4 separate regions of the Mus musculus genome follow, and all the other regions are linked to region 4. A link is a contact called in public Micro-C and promoter capture Hi-C data. All regions are on one chromosome and are shown on one strand. The core of a region is the stretch at or near the end of the contact, and the rest is flanking DNA. Distances in the headings are between cores, read along the strand shown. Region 1 holds the start of Stau2 (staufen double-stranded RNA binding protein 2). Region 2 overlaps Stau2 (staufen double-stranded RNA binding protein 2). Region 3 overlaps Stau2 (staufen double-stranded RNA binding protein 2). Region 4 holds the start of Jph1 (junctophilin 1).

Region 1 (3,585 bases), core at 591-3,090, 580 kb after region 4:
TGGCAGAAGAAGACAGGCGAGAAAACAAACAATATAATAGACTTGCAATGTCACAGAAGAGGGCATCAAGAGAAGAGTGTGGTCTGCTGGAAGGAATTAGCTTCCCCAGGAGGTATTTTCTGACAGCTTTTTTTTTTACATTTTTTCATAATCTGTTCATTGAGTGAAGAGAGAATAGATTGAAGGCAGAGCGAACGAACTTGTGGAAAGAACAGCCATGGAAGGCTTGTTTCCCTGATGTGAAGGGCCTGTAGTCGTTTGTATCACTGAACACCTGAATGAGGCCCAAGTAGCTAGAAACCATTAATTAAGGGGTGGTCCCCATTTAAGAAGGAATCCACATATTTGAGAAAACTAGTGGAAGTGAAAAGTGAGAAAGGCACACGGGAAACATGAGAGACAAACGAAGTGCTTGCCTACACTGTATCACCGGAAACTACGATGTCAGGCTCTAGCTAGAGAGCTTTACAGGTATCTCGCCTATACATACAGTATCACGTTTTTGTCTCTTTAAAAATTGTAAATCAGTGTATAAGGTAATAGATCCACAAATACTGCCTCATTTGTAGAGTTGGTTTTAAAATATGACTGAAATCACAGGGCTCACAGACATATCCCAGGCAGACAAGCCATACCAAGGAAACCCCAGGAAGAATAATGCCAGTCAGAATACACTAATAGTTCTATTTCTAGACTTCTTTTTCATATGATTTTTGGTGCCACTTATTTAAAATCCATTGGTCTTAACTAGGCTGACGTTATCTGGCCATACCTAACCCATATCTAAACCAGGACAAAAGAACAAGTAATTTGAGTTTTTTAGCACTCTTCAAAAACCAAGGATCTAGGACAGTGTTTTAAGACGATCCTCATTTTTGGCTCTAAAGATTTTTTTTTTTTTGGTACGGGCACACAACTTTAATATATTTATTATTCATTTTTTCCTGATGAATGATGTGGGCCGTGGAGCAGGTGATGGGGGCTCGCTTGCGCTGCTTGCTACCCTCCTCCCCTTTCTTCCTCCTCCAGTCTAGAAAGGTGCAGGATCCGCCGAATCCTACGTCGCACCGCAGTGGAACGGACGCGGGATGGTCGCGCGTCCCCAGCTAGGCAGAGGCGGGCAGTCAGCGAGCCGGGAAAGGTAGGAGCAGAGCGTCGGGGACAGGCTGCTAGAGAGCCCAGGGGCAGCGGGTGCGGGAGAGGCTGAGCCGCCGGTGCTGGAGCACCTTCGCAGTTGCGGGCCGGGCGCCCTCAGCGTGCTCCTGCAGCAGCTCCCGGGACGGGCCCCGGCGCGGCCCGAGACCCCAGGCCTAAGCCCCGCAGCGCCCCGGGATGCGGGGGTCCCAGAAGCCGCCAGGGGGCGGGAACGGCGCGGCGAACAATGGCCGCTCGACCGCGAAGGGAGGCGGGGAGAGGTGGAGAGAGAGAGAGAGAGAGAGAGAGAGAGAGAGAGAGAGAGAGAGAGAGAGAGAGAGAGAGAGAGAGAGAGAGAGAGAGAGAGAGAGAGAGAGAGAGAGAGAGAGAGAGACAGAGAGACAGAGAGAGACACAGAGACACAGAGACACAGAGACACAGAGAGAGAGACAGAGACACAGAGAGAGAGACAGACAGACAGAGAGACACAGAGAGAGGAGAGAGAGAGACAGAGAAAGAGAGGGGGGAGAGACACAGAGAGAGAGAGACAGACAGAGAGAGGAGAGAGACAGAGAAAGAAAGGGGAGAGAGACAGAGAGACAGAGCGAGCTGGAGAGAGAGAGCGCGAGAGAGAGCTGGCGCGGGGGCGCGCGGCGTGGCGCGGGCGCGGCGGCGCAGGCGGGGGCGCGCGGCGCGGGCCCGGGAGGGCGCGGCGGGAGCGCAGGGCGGCAGGCGGAGGCGGGGGGCGGGAGCCGAGGAGGGAGCAGGCGGCGTCGGCGGAGCTCTGGAGCGCTCGCCCATGTGGAGCCGTCTGCCGGGCGTCCGTGGCCCGCAGGTAAATCCTGGTGCGAGCGGCGCCGCCAGGCCTGACTTCCGCCGGCGGGTTCCGAGGCAGAGCGCCGGGAGCCAGCAGGGCCGTCTCTCGCGGCCTCGCTCCCGCGCCGCCCTCGGCCGCCCTGGGGGAGGGGAGGGGGGGCGTGTGCCGCGGCGAGCCGTACAGGTGTCCGCAGGGGCAGGGCGGGGCGGGGGCGCCGGGCGCGACGGCGGGGGGCGCGGAGGTCACCCGGGCCTTGCAGGGGCGTGGGGGCGGCGGGGCCGGGGCGATGGCGGTGGCTATTTCTGTATAATGGGCAAGTGGCGAAGACGTAACTCGCCGAAATGGGGAAGGGAGGTGGGGCAGAGGGGACAAAATATAGCCCTATGACAGGCAAGTTCCGCCGAGCCTCCTGCGAACTAGGACCGTGACGGCTCGGCTTAAAGGAGTAGTTGGAGGTAGTGACCTTGCCCGGGCGTGGGGAGTTGGGTGAAACACAAAGCTTGGCCGCAGAATCTACCGTGAGGACCGGGTCTCTGTAGGGTGGGGGACCGGGCAGAGTGACGGGCCAGTTTCGCAGAGGCAGTCAAGGCGATTGAACTAGGAGACCTGGGTAGGGGGTGGGAATGGGAGTCTGGTTGGGCGCGTGCGCTGAGGGGTGGGGGTGGGGGCCAAGTCTGGAAGTCCTTGCAATTATTTAGGTACAACATTTTGCAGTATGAGCAGATTTCATTATTATCTCCTATTTCCCCCCCCCCCCGCCACAAAAAAGCTTAGAAGTACTTGAGTGGAGATGGACCATCCAATAGGTATGAATGCACTAAGCAATTTAAAAGGGACCAAATCTCACAGAAATCGTACAGATGATCCTTAAATGTATTACAGTAACCAAAAATCTGTTATCCAGTGTTAGGGAACTTTCTTAATACAAATAGAACTTGGATTCTGATGTATTCTTGTGTTTTCTGAGGGCTAACACTTGAAATAGAGAAGGTGTTGGGCAGGCAAAAAGATAGTAACACTGTCAAATGTTCAGTAGAATGTTTCTTCCCCATCCTTTCTAAGTCGATTCAACTTACTGTCATGAATAGAACTATAGAGGAAAGGCACAAGTCAAGAAAAAAGAAAAAACTAAGACCTGACTATTTTTTTTTAACAAAGCAGGTCTTTGTGTCTTATTTTACTGAAAAACCTAAATATCATATGATTGTGGATCTGTTGCAGGCCTGTATTAAGTGTGCATATCTGTAATGCCCAACTGCATGCATGGTTTATGTGGCCACTGTCAGTGTTGGGCACCTGTCTCAAGGTATGGCATGGCAGTAGTTTATGAAATCTACTCCAAAGTGATGTCTAGTTGTGATTTGTTGCTCATGTGTAGTATATTCACAAATTACTGTGTTTCCTTAAGAAACAGTGTTTTGTATTCAAGTAGGTAAATTTCTAGTAGCATATATTTTTTAACTTCCCGTTGGATACAATTTCAGCTTTCAGTAAAGTCAGAATAAGAACAATACAAAGAACAGTCTATTCCTCTACCCAGATTCACCTGTTATCATGATGCCCATTTATCATTTACTCAGCCACACACACAGACCCCCTGTGCTGTTTGTGGGTAAGACAGATATGTTATAGCC
Region 2 (3,580 bases), core at 206-2,705, 870 kb after region 4:
TAATAAACATGTCTGAAGATGCACAGCCCAGACCTCAGCTCTTGTTAATGTATTAATCTTTCAGACAAGCCAAGCATCTGCGGGAGAAAGCAGACAATAACCAGGCGAAGCCGGCCTCCATCTCTCAGGACTGCAAGAAATCAAAGTCGGCCATCTAGCAGCTCCCAGAACCCACGGCTGCCACTGCGTCCGTATAAACCTGTCAGCACGCACGAGGGTGTCTGTGTTCTAGGAAACGAATGACTAATAGCATTATGAGTCTTATGTGAAGACAACACTATTCTAACACAGGAGATAATGTACTTGGTACTGTTTATTCAACTGGGGGAAAATAAAACTTTGAGCATTTCCCTTGGAACTTGAGATCAGATCATAACTCACTTGCCCAGAGGCAGCAGAAATCTGATCCTACTACTGGAGCTTAAAAATAACAATTAATGAAAAGTGTTAGAAACAAGGCTACAGTTTTAAAATGGCTTGGTTCTGTCCTTGCAATTGCTTTGTCGTGGCAAGTGTGTTGTTCTACTCTCTCTTGTTTGAAACAATGCTTGACAATTCAGAAATTAACCACTGATGTGCTGTGGAATGTGATGCTTGTCCTCATATAGTCTCAGTTTCTCTTTTTATGCAGATATTTGTGACCTTCATCTTGCACATACAACCAAATTATTTTAAGGTGCATAGCACAAAGATGTATGCAAACAACTGTTTTAAATCAGGTCTGATAACTGATTTAAATATAAATAATACTAGGAACAAGTAGTTTCCATATATTTCGGAACTTTTAAAAAGACAAAATGAAACAAAACCGAGCAGTTATGGGTTTTGTTCTATAGGATGCCATCAGCCATCGAGGGGGCGTCTTGCCTCTGCCCATCGCTCCAGGAGTCTACGCTGTCGTGGAAATTGTGCCCACCCCCATCTGTGTGTTGTAGCCACTCACTGTTCACATCGAGTGTCTCTAGTAACTGCCTCTGGACTCGGAACAGTGAGTAGGATCAAAATAAATACTGTACATGGTGGGGAATGGAATGCCTGTTGGAGAAGCTTCTAGCCAATCACGCTCTGGACCAGCATGTTGGAATCCAGTGTGGGGCAAATGCAGTAAAGATTTGTTCCGTTTCTGTATGAGTTGTTCCTTCAGTCCCTTCCTCCCGCCTTTTAAAATGTCAGCGTTGTGAAATCTGTGGGGAAGGTCACCACCCAGCCTCACTGTCCTACCCAGTCATGGAATTAAAAGTGACTGTATCTATGAAACTGCAGGTGGCCTCCTGGGCGACTGGGGCCTAAGGAGGGCCTGGTCTGGCCAGCTTGTCACCTCATTGTTCAGGCTTTCTCCTTATTGATTTGCAAACATTGCGAAATGAGAAAATACTGTAAGGTCTAACTACTCGGCCCAACCTGACAATAGGAATAGAATTATGTAAGATTTCACAAGCAAAACCACTACACATCTCGATCTGGCTGACTCACACGCGCGACTGGAGAATAAACAAACAGCGCCATAAGGAAATAACTCCGGGGTTAATGACTCCCATGTGGGGAAGTCCGGCGGTATTGGGAGGGCTTGGTGCCCTTGGAGGAAGTAAGCTTGGTTACATAAGGCTGGGTCCCAGTGAAAAGAACAACACATTTGTAGAGTTGGGGTTCTCAGGGGTGTTTGGGCACAGTCCTGCTGTGTAATCAAGGACACAGGGGCTCCTAACTCATTCCCTTGGCAGGATGTGGGCCCTTGATCAGCAAGGACTTGGCCGCCTGAGGCTTCAGCACCTGGGTGAGGTGAAAGCCCACTTCCTTCAGGGCCTCTGAAGTCATGCACAGTAAACACCGCAATCTTCTACAACAACAGTGAGCTGGGCAGGTCTGTGGGAAGGTGGCAAGCTCAAGGGACACAAAAGTCCTCAGTTCTCACCACTCAGGTATCCGAAGCATTTAACCAGGGCTGTCTGGCCAGCTGAATCATTTCAAAACCCCCAGAGCAGCAGAGATGTCTGGAGACTGGACATTTGCATAAATATTGGTCCCTCATCCAATATCCTGCACCTCTACTTCTAGACCTGCCCAGAAAGGCACTGGTGTAGTTCCTGGAGCAGGGATGCTTCTGTGCAGCTTCTGCTTGCTCTGTCTTTTTTTTTTTTTTTTTCCTCTTTTTTTTCCTGTTGAATTACCAATGCAAATGATGGGTGGCCTACATCCCTGGCAAGGCCCTCTGCAGCGGCTCCGCACAGCCCAACGTTATATATCATTAGAGGGGAAACCATTAAGCAGATTTATTGAAAGGATGTTTCTTCAGCACAAGGAGATCTTTTTGATGAAAAATGGAACTCATTATTCTTTAAAGGACACAGATTGACTTATCTTCTCTATCAATTACAGTGTCTGCTTTCAGCTTGTCTCAATCATCACAGACCTTTGTAGTCACTTCCTAGGGCTGAGGCCAATGTGCTTCATGAAAAAGGTTTGTTTTCACATTTTAATTGGAAATATAATAGTGCATTCTGGAACTCTGACTATCTTTTCCACTACTACTTGCCAAAGATCAGTGGTGAGACACCACCCATCAGGCCATGACAGAAGTTCCTCCCCTTTTCTGGGGTGACCCTTCTAAGAAACTGTCTGGCATCCTTCTCCCCAGAACATATTCTCAGTTATGATCCTTTCTACACCCCCCTCCCCGAAGTTTCAACCAATGTTGTACACCATAGAGTGAAAGTGAGATATCTGAACATTTTAACTTTGGGCCTAGTGAAGATCTAAGTTCTGATCACCAGCACCCATGGAAAAGTTGGGTGGAGTGGCATGCTTCTGACAAACACACACTCACACATACACACACACACACACACACACACACACACACACACACACACAGGAGGCAGAGACAGGCAGAAGAAAACTCTCAGCAGGACAGTCTAGCTAAATTACTGAGTTCCCAGGTTCTGTGAGAGACTTTGTCTCAAACAAATAAAGCAGGAAGCAATTGGAGATGGCACAGCAACCTCTGGCCTCCATGTGCAAATACCCACATGGACACATCACACACAGAGGGGTGTGGGGGTGGGAAGCTTAGCTTATTATCCAGAGTCTCCCAGAATGCCTTGGTGGCTTTGGGAATGTGTCCAGACCTATGTACTGGTGTGTAAATCCTGATGATGTGAGTGAGGACAATAACTGCCCAGAGCTTGCTCTGTATCTTTATTTTCTAGGTTGGCCCTGAGCTCATGAGCCTCTTCCTTGAGCCTTGTTCATGCAGAATTATAGGCTTATGCCACCACACCTATATCTCTAGACATGCACCTTATTTCACATAAATGTCTTCCATTTCTCCCCCATGCACATTTACTAGAGTGAACACTCTTTAACCTTCAATGGACATTGTCTTCTGCCTGAAACAATATTTAATCCAGTAAGTACTCAGTGTAGAAAGTTGGATATTTAATATATCAAGCACTTGGAAAATGTTGACTGGAAGAATAATGGAAACATCTGCCTCAAGAAGATTCCTCTCTGATTCTGTGAGCGGTGACCTGGACAGAGAAGTCGTGCCTGCTTGGATACAGCATCTTGCCTGAGAGAATAA
Region 3 (3,573 bases), core at 559-3,058, 790 kb after region 4:
TGTTTTAATTTCTTTTCCATCTTTTATTTTCTGTGTATGTGTGTTTGCCCCCAATGTGCATCATGCCTGTGGAAGTCAAAAAAGACATCAAATGACCTGGAACTGGAGTTAATGAATGCTTGTAAACTACCCTGTGGGTGCTGGAAACCAACCAACGTCCTCCACCAGAGTAAGGAGTACCCCTGACCCATCTATCTGACACTCTTCTGTAATTTTTACATTAGCCCGTGGGCTCACTCACCAAACCATTTCCCGTTTTCTCTCTCATGGTTATCTTCTTGAGGTTTTTTTCTTGTTCCTAGGCATTTTGGAGGCATTCAGTTCATGTTTATAGGAAGGAAGTAAATTGGATTCCTAAGAAAACTAGGGGAGCTTGGTTTTGCAGAATATCTAAAATAAAATGGATATGAGAGTGTTCAACCTATAAGCATTCTTTTCTGATGACTCTAGATAGACTTTTTTAATGTAAAGATTATAATAATTCCACATGTTGAAGTAACTCTACTCAGGGATTACATGCCTTTTAGTGGCTCTCCTGGGCTATTTACAGACTTTAGGTTTTGGGTTTTTTGTTTTGTTTTTTGTTTTTTGGTTTTTTTTGTTTTGTTTTTTTGTTTTGTTTTGTTTGTTTTGCCTATCATTCATATGCATTTGTCTTTCTTGGTGTCTGAATTACTTGGTTTAAATACTGGGGCCATGTCTTAGTTCTAGCCTCTGCCCAATGGGACACTGGGCAGTATGACTTAAGACTGTGTTCCTAGAATCTTAATGATGCCAAGCATCCTACACTTCAGCAACAGTTGATTAAGACAAATACAACTCTTTATCAATATAAAATATAGTTCAGTGGCATTGCAGCATACGAGATCCCAGTGATCATCAGAGGGAGCCTCGACAGGTTCTGCATTCATGATGTCACTAGCAGAGAATAAGCATTAACCTTTGGCCCCTTTGGCAGGTCTGTATTGATCAGTCAGTGCTACATGTCATGGGGAGGCCATGCTTGTTGTCACTGTCCCTGTCAGGTTCTGGAGCTACCAGAGCAAAGACTTTGGAAAATAATTAACTTGAGTATTTCTTAGTTTTTAATGAACTGGGACATGAATGGAGATGCATTTAAAAGACAAGTGAGTATATGGTTTATTTTGAAAAAATGCTTCAATATTTTTGATTCTTACATTTCAGAATATTTTCTCCATCCAATATGTATCTCATTGTAGAAATAAAATTTCTTTTGTTGATGTTTAATATATGAAATTTTGATTTTATACAAATATAACAGTTAAGGAAGTCCATAGCTTTAAAACTATCTCACTTCAGGATGCATCACCAGAAACTACTTTTCAATATAGTTATTACATGTTGGTGTACTAGATCAGGAATCAGTATACATGACCCATGGCCAAGTTCATTCTGCTACCCAAATTACAAATGTCTTTAACACTTTAAAGTGGCTGGAAATAAAATTTCATGATGTGAAAATTATGTGGAATTCAAGCTTCGTGCTCATAAATATATTTATGGGGACAGACCTAGTGCTGTTTATGTTGGTCTTGCCTTTGACCACTTCCCTACCCCAAGGCAGAGATAAGGAATTCTAAGAGGCCTAAGAGGTCTTGCATCCTGTAGAACCTTCTGTATTGATTTCCTACCCCTTTGTAGAAAAGCGGGTTCAACCATAGACTTTAAAAAAAAAAAAAAAAAAACTTTAAAAAAGCATTTAGCTTTTGAGTCTTGTGTCAGCTGTTCTGTTATGTTAAACGTGGCCAGAGCTCATTCTTGGAGTGTGAGCCAGTGCCCTGGGAATACTACCTGTGTGATAGCTAGCACAGTAGACTTGACTGTGGACTCTGGATTTATTTACTCACAGAGGAAACTAATTTTATCCCTCTAAAGAAATAATAAACAACTCTGTCTTCATCAGTATTCATCAGAGCAATGAAAGAGAGTTTGCCTGTAGCAAAGGTTACTTCTGTCTCCTTGCTGAAATTCCATTTAGAAATGCTTCATAGCTGGACTTCTTTGTAAGTAATACAAGCTATTCAGTTGTTTCTATAGTGACCTTTTATTTCAGATGCTTAAGCAGTTTCTAGAAGCAACAGCGAGCTGTAGGGAAAGTTTGGGAAGAGAAAATATTCTGCACTCTATAACTGACTCATAATTTCCCTTCTGCATGATACAGCATGGCTACATCTCTAAGAGGTTATATACATCCAGTGGTATTGTGCACATGAGTGACTTATAAATTTGAGCTGTAAAATTATTTTGGACTATAGTCAGAATCCATGAACCTGCTCATTGCTTTCTTCTCCCACTACCCCTTCCCCTGGGATGAGAAAGAAAAATGAAATAAAACACCAGTTTTTATCAGCAAAATAGATAATAATTTATGTATAAAAACTTATTTTCTCAACTCCACTATGAAAAAGACTGAGTGTAGCTGTCTTATGTAGCTCCAGGAGCTGTGGCTTCATCTTTCCCACAGCTTATGTCTACAAAGGTGATTTGCACTCACAATTTCAGACCAGCGGACGTTCCCTAGAGTTCCGAATACGTTTGGCCAATTTTGGAGCTGCATAACACCCCATACCTGTAATTCCTTAATTCTAGTTAAGTATTCTAATTATTAATGTCCCCTCTAATTAAAAAAAAATGAGTAAGAACTTAGGGTTCTTAACCATTTCTATCTGCATGTAAGATGTTATTCAAAGATTTTTTTAAAAAACCTTTGTGAACAGTTCACATTGGTATATTATTAAACCAATAAATGCCATGTATGTATAATTGGCTAAAAGGATGTGAAATCTAGAGTAGAGAACTGTATAGTCTTTTTAAAAGACACAATCAACGGAATATAGTTCCCTCTGCCAAAGATTTGAGAGCATTACTGCTCACTGGAGGTCACATTTACAACCTAATTTTGCTTTCCTAGTAAAATTGGATTATGCAGTGTGCATGATTTAGTCCACTGTTTTAAAGTTGAAAACCAGAAACCTTCTCTCCCTTTGAAATACACCTCCAATTAAGTCATGCCTCTTTGTCCTTGTCCAAAATTCCTCTTTGAACAAACCTTATATATACTGTATATATATATATATATATACTTATATATACTTATACTGCTTATATTTCAGAATCTGAGTACTGTACTTCCACGGCTGATTGCTATTTGGCTGGCTCTCTTTATGTGCTGGCAAGCATTGCCTTTTCAAATCACACATTTTAAAATAATCTTTAGTTCATTGGAACTTCTTTTGCATCCTCCGATGGAAACTACTTTATACCATTTAAGTCCCCAAATATTTAACATAGGTAAATTAAATTATAAGCACAAGGTGGCAATGAAAGATGCCATCTATTATTCTTTGTAGATAAGACAGGAGTATGTCACCAGCAAACCTAGGTCATATTGCTTCTGTTTGGTAAGCAGGGTCATCGCTCGACCAACATGAGATCAAACGGTAGCATCTGTGCTCAGTGGAACAGGGTGTGCTTAGCATGCATGAGGCACCGTGTTTAGTCTCCAACACTGAGCAAGCAAAAGGACTCACTCTCAACTTTTTTTTAAAGATT
Region 4 (3,347 bases), core at 451-2,950:
CTAAATCAATCCCCAGTGCAGAAAGGGATGCTGAGCAAGATGCCTGATTACTTCAGGCCACTAGGGTAAGCACTATTCCTGGCACTTCACAAGCAGTGCCATGGGCGAGGGGTTCTAATTCTTTTTGGTGATTTGGCTCAGTGTAAACAGAGTTGGGGTTTTGGGGGTTTTCTGTTGGTTTTGTTTTGTCTTCGTTTTTCCTTTCTGTCATTTACACAGATAAGCAGGAAAGGACAGCTCCAGTTCTGAGAGAAGGAATTATGCTCAGGAAAGAATCCTTTTCTCTTGCTCTCCTTTTGACAGTTGTCCTTTAGGGTTTTTATCTGATTATCAGCCACCTAGTGAGAGGCCCAAGTGCTCACCTGTTTTGTCCTCTCAGCCTGGGGAACAGCAGGAATGCACAATCTGAGAGTCCTTCTGAGACCCTGGCTTGTGACCTGGGGAAAAGACTTCCTCCACTGGCACTGTGAAGGCAAGGAGAGATCAATGCCACTCCTAAAAGAGGCTGTAGTATGTGATTCAACTATCCTGTTAGCAATTCTTGACTTTACGGGTACTACCATCGAAATACACCAAGTCTTTCCCCAACACAGAAAGGGGAGGGTATTTCCATTGAGAAAATGGAGATAAAGTTTAGAGGAGGTATCTGAAGTGAGTTCAACAAGGCAGTGAGTGCTGCTGCAGGAGAGTGCATCAGCTGACACCTGTCCTGTGTTTAGAAGTTCATGGCTTCTTTGTTACATTAGCAGAGTGCTTTACTTACCATATTTCTCCTTGAAAACTGTGTTTTCTTTTCTAAACAGTGGGCGACAGTGGAGAGGTCCCAGGTGTGCATTCCAGGCACTCAAGCAATACATACAGACTAAGCCTGTTTGGGTGCACAGCTCCAGGATGTAGCATTTCTAAAGCTGAGAACAGATGAGGGAACAGGCTGGAATGTAAAAGACAATGCCCTGTGTTCCTGCAATGCCAGCTACAAAGCCCATCACTTCTACAAATAAAACCCAAACAACTCATGCCCATGCTCTTTCAAACTGCATTGCCTCTCTTGGAATCTTCATGAAAAGAAATGCAAACACATGTGCCCTGAAATGGGTAGGTGTAAAAGAACATTCTGCACAATTATATCTAGGCTGCCACAGATTTATCACATGCAGACATATATTTGGAGCATATTAATTCATGATGACAGCTGCGCATGACAAATCCAACAGAGCTCAAGTTGGAATGCTGGGGGAAAAAATGCAACTACAAACCCTATGCAGACACACACCACCACCACCACCACCACCACCACCACCACCACCACCACCACCACCACCACCACCACCACCCACCTACACAAGAGTTGTCACTCTATCACACAGGTGGCCTCACTTGTAGAAGACTAAACACAATTGAAAAGCTGGAGGTTCCAGCAGCAAAGAGCAGGTCCCCAGCACAGGCAGCCGCACCTTTATCCGCAGGCTTGACCGTCTCACGTCTCAGAGTACACTGGCCCTCCCAGTCACAGCCCACTCCGCAGACACACACGTGCCCAGAGCTCGCGCGCCAAGCAGCCGGAGGAGAAGCTCGGCTCCGCGGGCTGGGGGCAGGGCCCGGCGGGCGGGCGTGCGGGCGGGCGTGTCATGGGGCCGGGCCTCCGCGCCCAGGGAGGGGACTAGGGGCGGGCGCGGGGCGGTGCCCGGCTCACGTGGGCGGGTGGGAGCAGCTGAAAGTCCGCTCTGGAGACTGGGCTGTCCTCTCGCGCGCGGCGCTGGCCGGGGCGGCGGCGAAGGAGGAGGGAGAGAGGCGGCGGTGGCGACGGCGAAAGAGGAGGGGAAGACGGGGGCGGCGTCGGACTGGAGCCGATCGGCGGTGCGAGCTGCCCGGGGCGCAGTCGTGAGCTCGCCCGACGGGCCCCTACCCCGGAGCTACACCCTGCGGTGCCCAGCTCTGCCCACGTTTGTGCCCCCACGAGGAGCGCGCCGGGGCTGCCCCCCGAATGACGGGCGGAAGGTTCGACTTCGACGATGGCGGCACCTACTGCGGCGGCTGGGAGGAGGGCAAGGCGCACGGGCATGGCATCTGCACGGGGCCCAAGGGCCAGGGCGAGTACTCTGGCTCCTGGTCGCACGGCTTCGAGGTGGTTGGAGTCTACACCTGGCCCAGCGGCAACACCTACCAGGGCTACTGGGCGCAGGGCAAGCGGCACGGGCTGGGGGTGGAGACGAAGGGCAAGTGGATGTACCGGGGGGAGTGGTCACATGGTTTCAAGGGGCGCTACGGGGTCCGGCAGAGCTTGTGCACCCCCGCCCGCTACGAGGGGACCTGGAGTAACGGGCTGCAGGACGGGTACGGCGTGGAGACCTACGGGGATGGAGGTGAGCGGCATCTCGGGAGTCTCCGAGGGCTGACGCGGTGGGCTCTTCCCTGGCTTCGGGGACGTGGGGAGGACGCGAGACGCACGTGTCCGGAAACCCGCCAAAACATCTGGGGAGTCTACCCTCCCTCTCGCCCTCCTCCCCATTTCGAGGGAGACCACTTGGTCTCGCGGCTGGGTCGCAAGTGTCTGCGGCTCCCCGGGCGGGTAGGCTGTCCATACCCCGGGAGTTAGGCGTGCAGGTACCTGGCCGGGGCCCAGAGCCGCGCTGCCCCGGGAGGGCTGGGCAGGAGAGAGGACACTGTCACTTGAGCCTGTCACATTACATTCCTGATCCCTCCCTCTCCAGGCCGGGTTTGAAATCGCCACTCCGGAGGAGTTAGAGGGACGTCTTGAGCTGTGTGGCTGCCGGTCGGTGCTGACCGCCGCGCGGTTTGGTTTCACGTAGAGTCTCGTATTTCGCTTCTGGCCCTCCAGTTAGCCTAAAGATAGAAGCCAGAACCCCATAAGTAGGATGTTGGGGAATTGGACCTTATTGAGGGTGTATTTTCTAGAGTCCTAGTTACAGGCAGCAGAGCAACTGCCCAAAGCAAGCGGCATTCCTAATTTTCTCCCTAACTTTCACTTGGCTCCTTAAAGTACTTTTGAATCAGAAGAACTGTAATCTTTGCTGACCTGGAGATCTTGAGAAAATGCTTTAGGAAAAATGGACGGAGTTTCCATTAAATATTTAAAAAGGTTAAAGAGTATGCTATATCCTGGATATACATTAGGGGTGTGGCCTAAAAAGTAAGCCTGGTTGTGATTTAACAATGTTTGCCTTATAATTTCTGTATGTTATAGGAACGGGTTCATTTTTTTTTTTTTCCGCTAAGAAAGCATACATTAGTGAAACAGGGGTCAAAAGTTGATTAATTTTTTTAAAGACAAAGCTGGGAGAGATGAATAGGGCTATGTTTGGGCAAAGACTATTTTCTGATAATAA

Evidence for each region. Promoter capture Hi-C pulls out the DNA fragments that hold promoters and counts their contacts. A called contact is a pair of places that touch in the nucleus more often than the background predicts.
Region 1: a contact with region 4 is called in a Micro-C map of embryonic stem cells, with 3 times the contacts expected there. The contact joins the promoter of Stau2 here to the promoter of Jph1 in region 4. A contact is called at or near these places in 9 of 39 promoter capture datasets (cranial neural crest, embryonic stem cells, frontonasal cranial neural crest and 3 more), 5 of 484 Hi-C or Micro-C datasets (embryonic stem cells and uterus) and 4 of 115 datasets of contacts at active chromatin or transcription factors (astrocytes, embryonic stem cells, forebrain and 1 more).
Region 2: a contact with region 4 is called in a promoter capture Hi-C map of pre-B cells, with 2.2 times the contacts expected there. The contact joins the enhancer-like site here to the promoter of Jph1 in region 4. A contact is called at or near these places in 5 of 39 promoter capture datasets (the HPC-7 cell line, embryonic stem cells, erythroid cells and 1 more), 1 of 115 datasets of contacts at active chromatin or transcription factors (stem cell-derived neural progenitor cells) and 1 of 9 other capture datasets (embryonic stem cells).
Region 3: a contact with region 4 is called in a promoter capture Hi-C map of liver, with 4 times the contacts expected there. The contact joins the enhancer-like site here to the promoter of Jph1 in region 4. A contact is called at or near these places in 7 of 39 promoter capture datasets (the 3T3-L1 cell line, the HPC-7 cell line, erythroid cells and 3 more).

The regions. Positions count from the first base shown.
Region 1 is chr1:16,517,557-16,521,141 of GRCm38.p6, reverse strand. It overlaps Stau2 (staufen double-stranded RNA binding protein 2), which reads left to right and starts at 1,840. Exons shown (of 14, transcript NM_025303.3): 1 at 1,840-1,969.
Region 2 is chr1:16,226,351-16,229,930 of GRCm38.p6, reverse strand. Stau2 (staufen double-stranded RNA binding protein 2) reads left to right here. Exons shown (of 14, transcript NM_025303.3): 14 at 65-1,121. The coding sequence ends at 158. Among named protein-coding and RNA genes, the nearest start is that of Gm7568, 25 kb to the left of the region's middle. Within about 2 kb of position 1,455, at least 179 of the 459 cell types and tissues checked have an H3K27ac peak or open chromatin away from gene starts, as enhancers often do. A contact at or near this core is called in pre-B cells, where this site is marked.
Region 3 is chr1:16,307,551-16,311,123 of GRCm38.p6, reverse strand. All of the region lies in intron 12 of Stau2 (staufen double-stranded RNA binding protein 2), which reads left to right. C130013N14Rik (a long non-coding RNA gene) reads left to right here. Exons shown (of 2, transcript XR_003947751.1): 1 at 1-169. Among named protein-coding and RNA genes, the nearest start is that of C130013N14Rik, 5.4 kb to the left of the region's middle. Within about 2 kb of position 1,808, at least 4 of the 459 cell types and tissues checked have an H3K27ac peak or open chromatin away from gene starts, as enhancers often do. A contact at or near this core is called in liver, where this site is marked.
Region 4 is chr1:17,096,242-17,099,588 of GRCm38.p6, reverse strand. It overlaps Jph1 (junctophilin 1), which reads left to right and starts at 1,700. Exons shown (of 5, transcript NM_020604.2): 1 at 1,700-2,363. The coding sequence starts at 1,985. Gm46085 (a long non-coding RNA gene) reads right to left here and starts at 1,756. Exons shown (of 3, transcript XR_001778833.2): 1 at 1,338-1,756; 2 at 764-908; 3 at 1-464. Gm31982 (a long non-coding RNA gene) reads left to right here. Exons shown (of 4, transcript XR_865203.2): 4 at 804-1,016.